2 separate regions of the Macaca mulatta genome follow, and region 1 is linked to region 2. Evidence: chromatin contacts called from public Hi-C data. All regions are on one chromosome and are shown on one strand. The core of a region is the stretch at or near the end of the contact, and the rest is flanking DNA. Distances in the headings are between cores, read along the strand shown. Region 1 holds the start of PSMC4 (proteasome 26S subunit, ATPase 4). Region 2 holds the start of EID2 (EP300 interacting inhibitor of differentiation 2).

What was found. Hi-C and Micro-C count contacts between places; a contact is called where the count stands out from the background.
Region 1: a Hi-C map of fetal cortex germinal zone shows a contact between it and region 2, with 2.2 times the contacts expected there. The contact joins the promoter of PSMC4 here to the promoter of EID2 in region 2. A contact is called at or near these places in 2 of 14 Hi-C or Micro-C datasets (fetal cortex germinal zone and fetal cortical plate).

The regions. Positions count from the first base shown.
Region 1 is chr19:51,117,998-51,120,697 of T2T-MMU8v2.0, reverse strand. It overlaps PSMC4 (proteasome 26S subunit, ATPase 4), which reads right to left and starts at 1,394. Exons shown (of 11, transcript NM_001266336.2): 1 at 1,321-1,394; 2 at 324-422; 3 at 13-199. The coding sequence starts at 1,356.
Region 2 is chr19:50,647,354-50,650,112 of T2T-MMU8v2.0, reverse strand. It overlaps EID2 (EP300 interacting inhibitor of differentiation 2), which reads left to right and starts at 1,404. Exons shown (of 1, transcript NM_001194175.1): 1 at 1,404-2,759. The coding sequence starts at 1,650. The coding sequence ends at 2,360. The region is part of intron 1 of GMFG (glia maturation factor gamma); the gene reads left to right.

The DNA.
Region 1 (2,700 bases), core at 145-2,644, 470 kb before region 2:
CTACCCACACACCTGTGGTAGAGCCAACAATAGCTGTATTCTGATCCACAGCCTCCAGAAATTGTCCGATGACCAGCGGGATGCTTTGGATTCGCTTCACCTCCTCCTGGGCATGGAGGAATTCCTTTTTCAGGTTCTTTTGCTCATCTTTGATGTATTCCTCCTGCACTTCCAGGAACTCCAGCTCTTGCTGCAGCTTCTGTGAGCAGAGAGGGGACAGAAGGGGATGGCTCCAGCCCTTGCTGATCCAGAGAGTGGTGGAAAATGGGGAGAGTATAAGATGCCAGGTCCTGTGCAAGGTCTGGGTTGGGGGTTGAATGTACCTTGTAGCGGCTGTACAGGTCCTCCAGGTCCTCAGGCTCAGGGCCCAGGAAGGACAGGCCGGTCTGGGGCCGGGACACGGACAGCGCTGGGATCTCATCCTAGACCAAAAGGGACAACTTACGTTGGAAGACGGTCCTCTCATGAAAGCATCTCAACTTCACTAACGTTTGTTCCCCTCCCCATGTCACCCTGAAGTCACTTACCCCCTAACAGACCCCTGATATCATAAGACCCTCTAAATAGATCCTGTTTTTGGCCTCCTAAACAAGCTCCTTATGTCAACTTGCCCCCAAACAGTTCTTATGTTATCATATATCACTCATAACATGTCCCCAGTGTCACACAACCCCCACCTAGGATCTAAATGTTACATCAACTCCATATCAGACCCAAATGCCACCCGATCCCCCTCAAGAGGTTCCTAATGTCACATGGCTCTCCTAGATAAGCTGTTAAAGTGACTGCGCCTTCAAAGAGTCCCAACATTCCCCAGTTTCCCCTCAAAGATCCCTTATGTCACAGTCTCCTAACTCACCTTAGACCTAAATATCACTCAGCCAAGCCACAGATAATACTTAACTACCCGCCCCATTACCCCCATCAGCAAAGCCCTGAACATCAGTCAGCCCCGCAGCCTAGTCCCGGGGATCACTCGGCCGCACAGCTGGATCCCATACATCACTCACCGCCTGACCCAATCCCAACGCCGGGCCACCGACTTAACTAAGCACTACCGGCCAGGGTTCGAAATCAATCCGTCCCAAAGACCCACTAACGTCACTCACTCCCCTAGACCCGCTTTCTGAGCCTTACCTCCCACCATCACTCGGCCACCCAGACAAGCCTTCGAACGGCACAAAGCTCTCCACCGAGGCCTCAGAAATCACCCCAACCCGGGCTGGGGTCCCGGAAGCCATTCATCTCCCCACTCAGGTCTGGCTTCACCCTCTCCCCGCGAGCCCAGCACGGACTAAAAAGCTCAAGTCCCCACTGTACCTGAGCCTTCTCCACCAAGATGCCTATCTCCTCCATAGTGACCAAGCCGGCCTCTGTGTGGCCTGGGATGATCTGTCACCGCTTCCGCTGACGACAACGGAAGTCCCTGGCTGAGGAGGCTTCTGGGAAGCGTAGTTTAAGTTACCGCTAAGAGTGGCTGGAAGGGCAGGATAGGATGAAGGGCTCATCTGGGCTCCGCCCTCAACATAAGCTCGTGCGCTGTCCGTACCCGCAGGCTTGGGGGCGGGACCGGAGCTGTGCGCGTGCGCAGCATCACGCGACAGCGCCATCTTGCCCTGCAGTGAAGGGCTGGGGGTTTACCCCAGGAGGTGGCGCAAGGCCGTTGCTCTTTCAACGGAGTAAGTTCGCAGAGCTCTGGCACGGACAGTCTGGCGGCCAACTGCTCTTAGCTTTCATTTAGTGTCTGGGCTGGAGGGGCCTTGAGCTGGGCTCCACAGAAGGGATCGTATGGGCGGGTAGGGTCTCCTTGTGGGGCTGATCCCAAGATTGTGCCCCGCGCGGGCGTAGGAAGGTCTGAGCTGCCCCTGAAGGTGACCTTTCGTACCGGGCTTTACCCCCAGGAGTGAGGAGCCCCGAGCCCGCAGTGAGCAACCAGTCAAGTAGAACCCACGCGTCTGGGCTGGGGAAAATGAGGCAGCCAGTGCCCAGAAATTGGGTTGCACAGGAGATCCATAGGCCTTAATTCTGTATCCCAGGTTTCCGCCTTACAAACCTATGCCAGGTCCTGTGCTTAAGCTTTACAGGCATCATCGTAGCAGGTATTATGTTTCCTCATTTATAGAGAAGGAAACAAGCCCAGAGCCACGAAGCCACCAGCTGTAGTCACAACGTGCCGAAAGGACAAAGCACAGATTGGGACCCAGGTCTGTCTGACCCCAAAGCCTGTATTCCAGGCCCCAGGGATACACTGCTACCCTTCACACCAGCTACAGTTTTTGTTAAATAAACCTTTTATTGAAGTTAAAGAGAAGAGCACAAATCATTACAGCTCGACGAAATTACACAAAGTGAACACACCCTTACAACCTGAATTCAGATCGCAAAACCAAACAGTAGAAGCCCCATGTGCTCCCCTTTCCTCCATCCCTTCTTCCCTCCCCCTCCCCCACCCCCCCACCCCTGCCTCAAGGGGGCGTCTCACTCTGTTGCCCAGGCTAATGTTTGTATTTTTAGTAGAAACAGAATTTCACCATGTTGGCCAGGCCGTTCACAAACTCCTGACCTCAAGTGATCTGCCTCCCAAAGTGCTGGGATTACAGGCGTGAACCAGTGAGCCACCACACCCAGCCTCCTGGATCCTTTCTAAAGGTTATCATTCATCTACTCATATTTTTTTTATTTTTATTTTTATTTTAAGAG
Region 2 (2,759 bases), core at 155-2,654:
TTATGTGCAAAAAACCAGATACAAGAGTATACGTGAGAAAACATTTTAAATGGTTCATTTTTGAGGCATGATAAATCTAAGTACTGGCAGCCAGGCTGAAAATGTAACAAATCGCAGGGCTCATGCACCTAGAAGGTCACAATAAGGGAATAGAATGTAGAGGCGGGGTCAGCCCATAAAAGGGAAGAGAGTGGCCGGCGGCACGGTGGCTCACGCCTGTAATCCCAGCACTTTGGGAGGCCGAGGCAGGTGGATCATGAAGTCAAGAGATTGAGACCATCCTGGCCAACATAGTGAAACCTTATCTCTACTAAAAATACAAAAATTGGCTGAGCTTAGTGGCATGCGCCTGTAGTCACAGCTACTGGGGAGACTGAGGCAGGAGAATCGCTCAAACCCAGGAGGCAAAAGTTGCAGTGAGCCGAGATCACGCCACTGCACTCCAGCCTGGCTACAGAGCGAGACTCCATTTAAAAAAAAAAAAAAAAAAAGGAAGGAATTTTTATTATTGGGAAATCGAAACTTAAACGTGTAAGGGGATGGGGTATAACCTTATAAAGGGGGTAGTGAAACCTAGGTGAAGTCCGGGAAGATTGTAACCTCATAGTACTTGACCAATTAGGAACCGGGGGAGGGACTTGCATGCTAGGAGATAAATTACCTGTTGTGACTGCTCTGGGTGTGCCTGCCTACTCGCCAGCTGATCTTGCAAGATCTTTATTAAAAGTCTCACTTCCACTGTTCTTCGTGCCTCCAAATCCATTCTTCGGGTTTGGACAGGTGAATGTGTTTCTCACATACATAAAATTCATCATACAGACCAAACTAAACTACAGCATTAAGAATGCACCCTTAGGTGGTAAAATGAAAAGAAAAACAAGAAAGTGATTACCGTAAGTATCAGGGTAGTAGTTACTTCTGGGTAGAAAGAAAAGGATAGTGATAAGAAGAAGAGGAAGGGTTCTGGGATACTGGAAATATTCCATTTCTTGGCCTGTGTGGCAGTTAAATGGATGTTCACTTTGTGATAAATCATTCAGCTGTATATTTATGTTTTGTTTACTTTTCTGAATGTTATATTGCACAAATAAGATTTGAAAAACAAATGTCCAAGGTAGTCAATGCAAAGTTAAAGATAACAAGAAAAGACTATAATTATAAACCTTTAGTAGCTTTATAATCGATCCGTATGGGTGAAGATAGGCAAAGGAATGAATGAAAAAAAAATTAAAAATCCAGAAAAGACCATGAATCTAAAATATCTTGATATATAATAGAGGTGGCATATAATCTACTGGAGAACAAAGAGAAACACCCTAGGACAGAACCTTGAGAATGCCTATAAGAAGCGATCTTGTAAGCATTTCTCATAAACATCAAGCTGGTTGAAATGGCCATGGGCTGTTTCAGATGCGTTGGCGCTTCCCGGCCTCGAGGGGGCATCTGCAGAACTGCGGGCCCCGGGAAAGTACGCATGCGCACTGCTCCCAGGGTATGCGGTAGAATCTACGCTCTCGCGCCCGGTTACGCACACGGCATTTATAGTGCGCACAGCGCTCACGCACGCGCACTGGGGCGTCCACCGGGCATCGCGCTGTCCCGTTATTCCAGTTTCTTTGGGAGGAGCCGAGTTGACCCCACAGTCTAAGATGTCCAAGCTGCCCGCAGACAGCAGCGTCCCGCAGACAAGCGCGGCGAATGGTGACAGAGATGTCCCGCAGGCGGAGGTAGGCCGCGGGAGGCGGGAGCCGGCCCCGGCACAGCCTGAGGAGGCCGGGGAAGGCGCGATGGCGGCGGCCAGGGGAGGCCAGATGCCGGCGGCCAGGGAAGGTCGGATGGCGGCGGCCAGGGGAGCCCCGGCGGCGGCAGCCAGGGGAGCCCCGGTGGCAGCGGCGGCGGTGGCCAGGGCAGCCGCGGCGGGTAGGGAAAGCCCGGCGGCGGCGGCAGCCAGGGAAGCCCGGATGGCTGAGGTCGCCCGCTTGCTGGGGGAGCCGGTGGACGAAGAGGGTCCCGAGGGCAGGCCCAGGTCCAGGCACGGGAACGGAGGCCTGGCTGCGTTGCCTTATCTCCGTCTCCGCCACCCACTTAGCGTTTTAGGAATCAATTACCAGCAGTTTCTCCGCCACTATCTGGAAAATTACCCGATTGCTCCCGGCAGAATACAAGAGCTTGAAGAACGCCGCAGGCGATTCGTGGAAGCCTGCAGAGCAAGGGAAGCAGCGTTTGATGCCGAATATCAGCGAAATCCTCACAGGGTGGACCTCGATATTTTAACCTTTACGATAGCTCTGACTGCATCTGAAGTTATCAACCCTCTGATAGAAGAACTTGGTTGTGATAAGTTTATCAATAGAGAATAGTTACGTGGTGACACTACTTCAAGAGAACCTCTGCATTCCAGTTATACCAATCCTGCAACTTGATTTTCAGAAGTCAAGAGTATATTGTGATAAGACAGTGCACAGGTGGAGGGGAAAAAAGGGGGGAGGGGGAAGCTTATCTTGAAAAAGCATCACAGAAGAAATAGAAAAAAATGTCCAAAGTATTATAACTGTAACATTATTTGAGTTTGTGATTGATCTACATTTTTCCCCTGCATTATGGAAAATGTCTCTCAACATTGCTTTATTACAAAGTAAAGGATGGTTTTATAAAACTGAGACTTGATGAAAAATCACCAATACTAGAGTCCATGAGGATGAAAGAAATTATCAGATAGTGCTGAACAGAATAAGACGTTAACGCTGAGTTATTGGTAC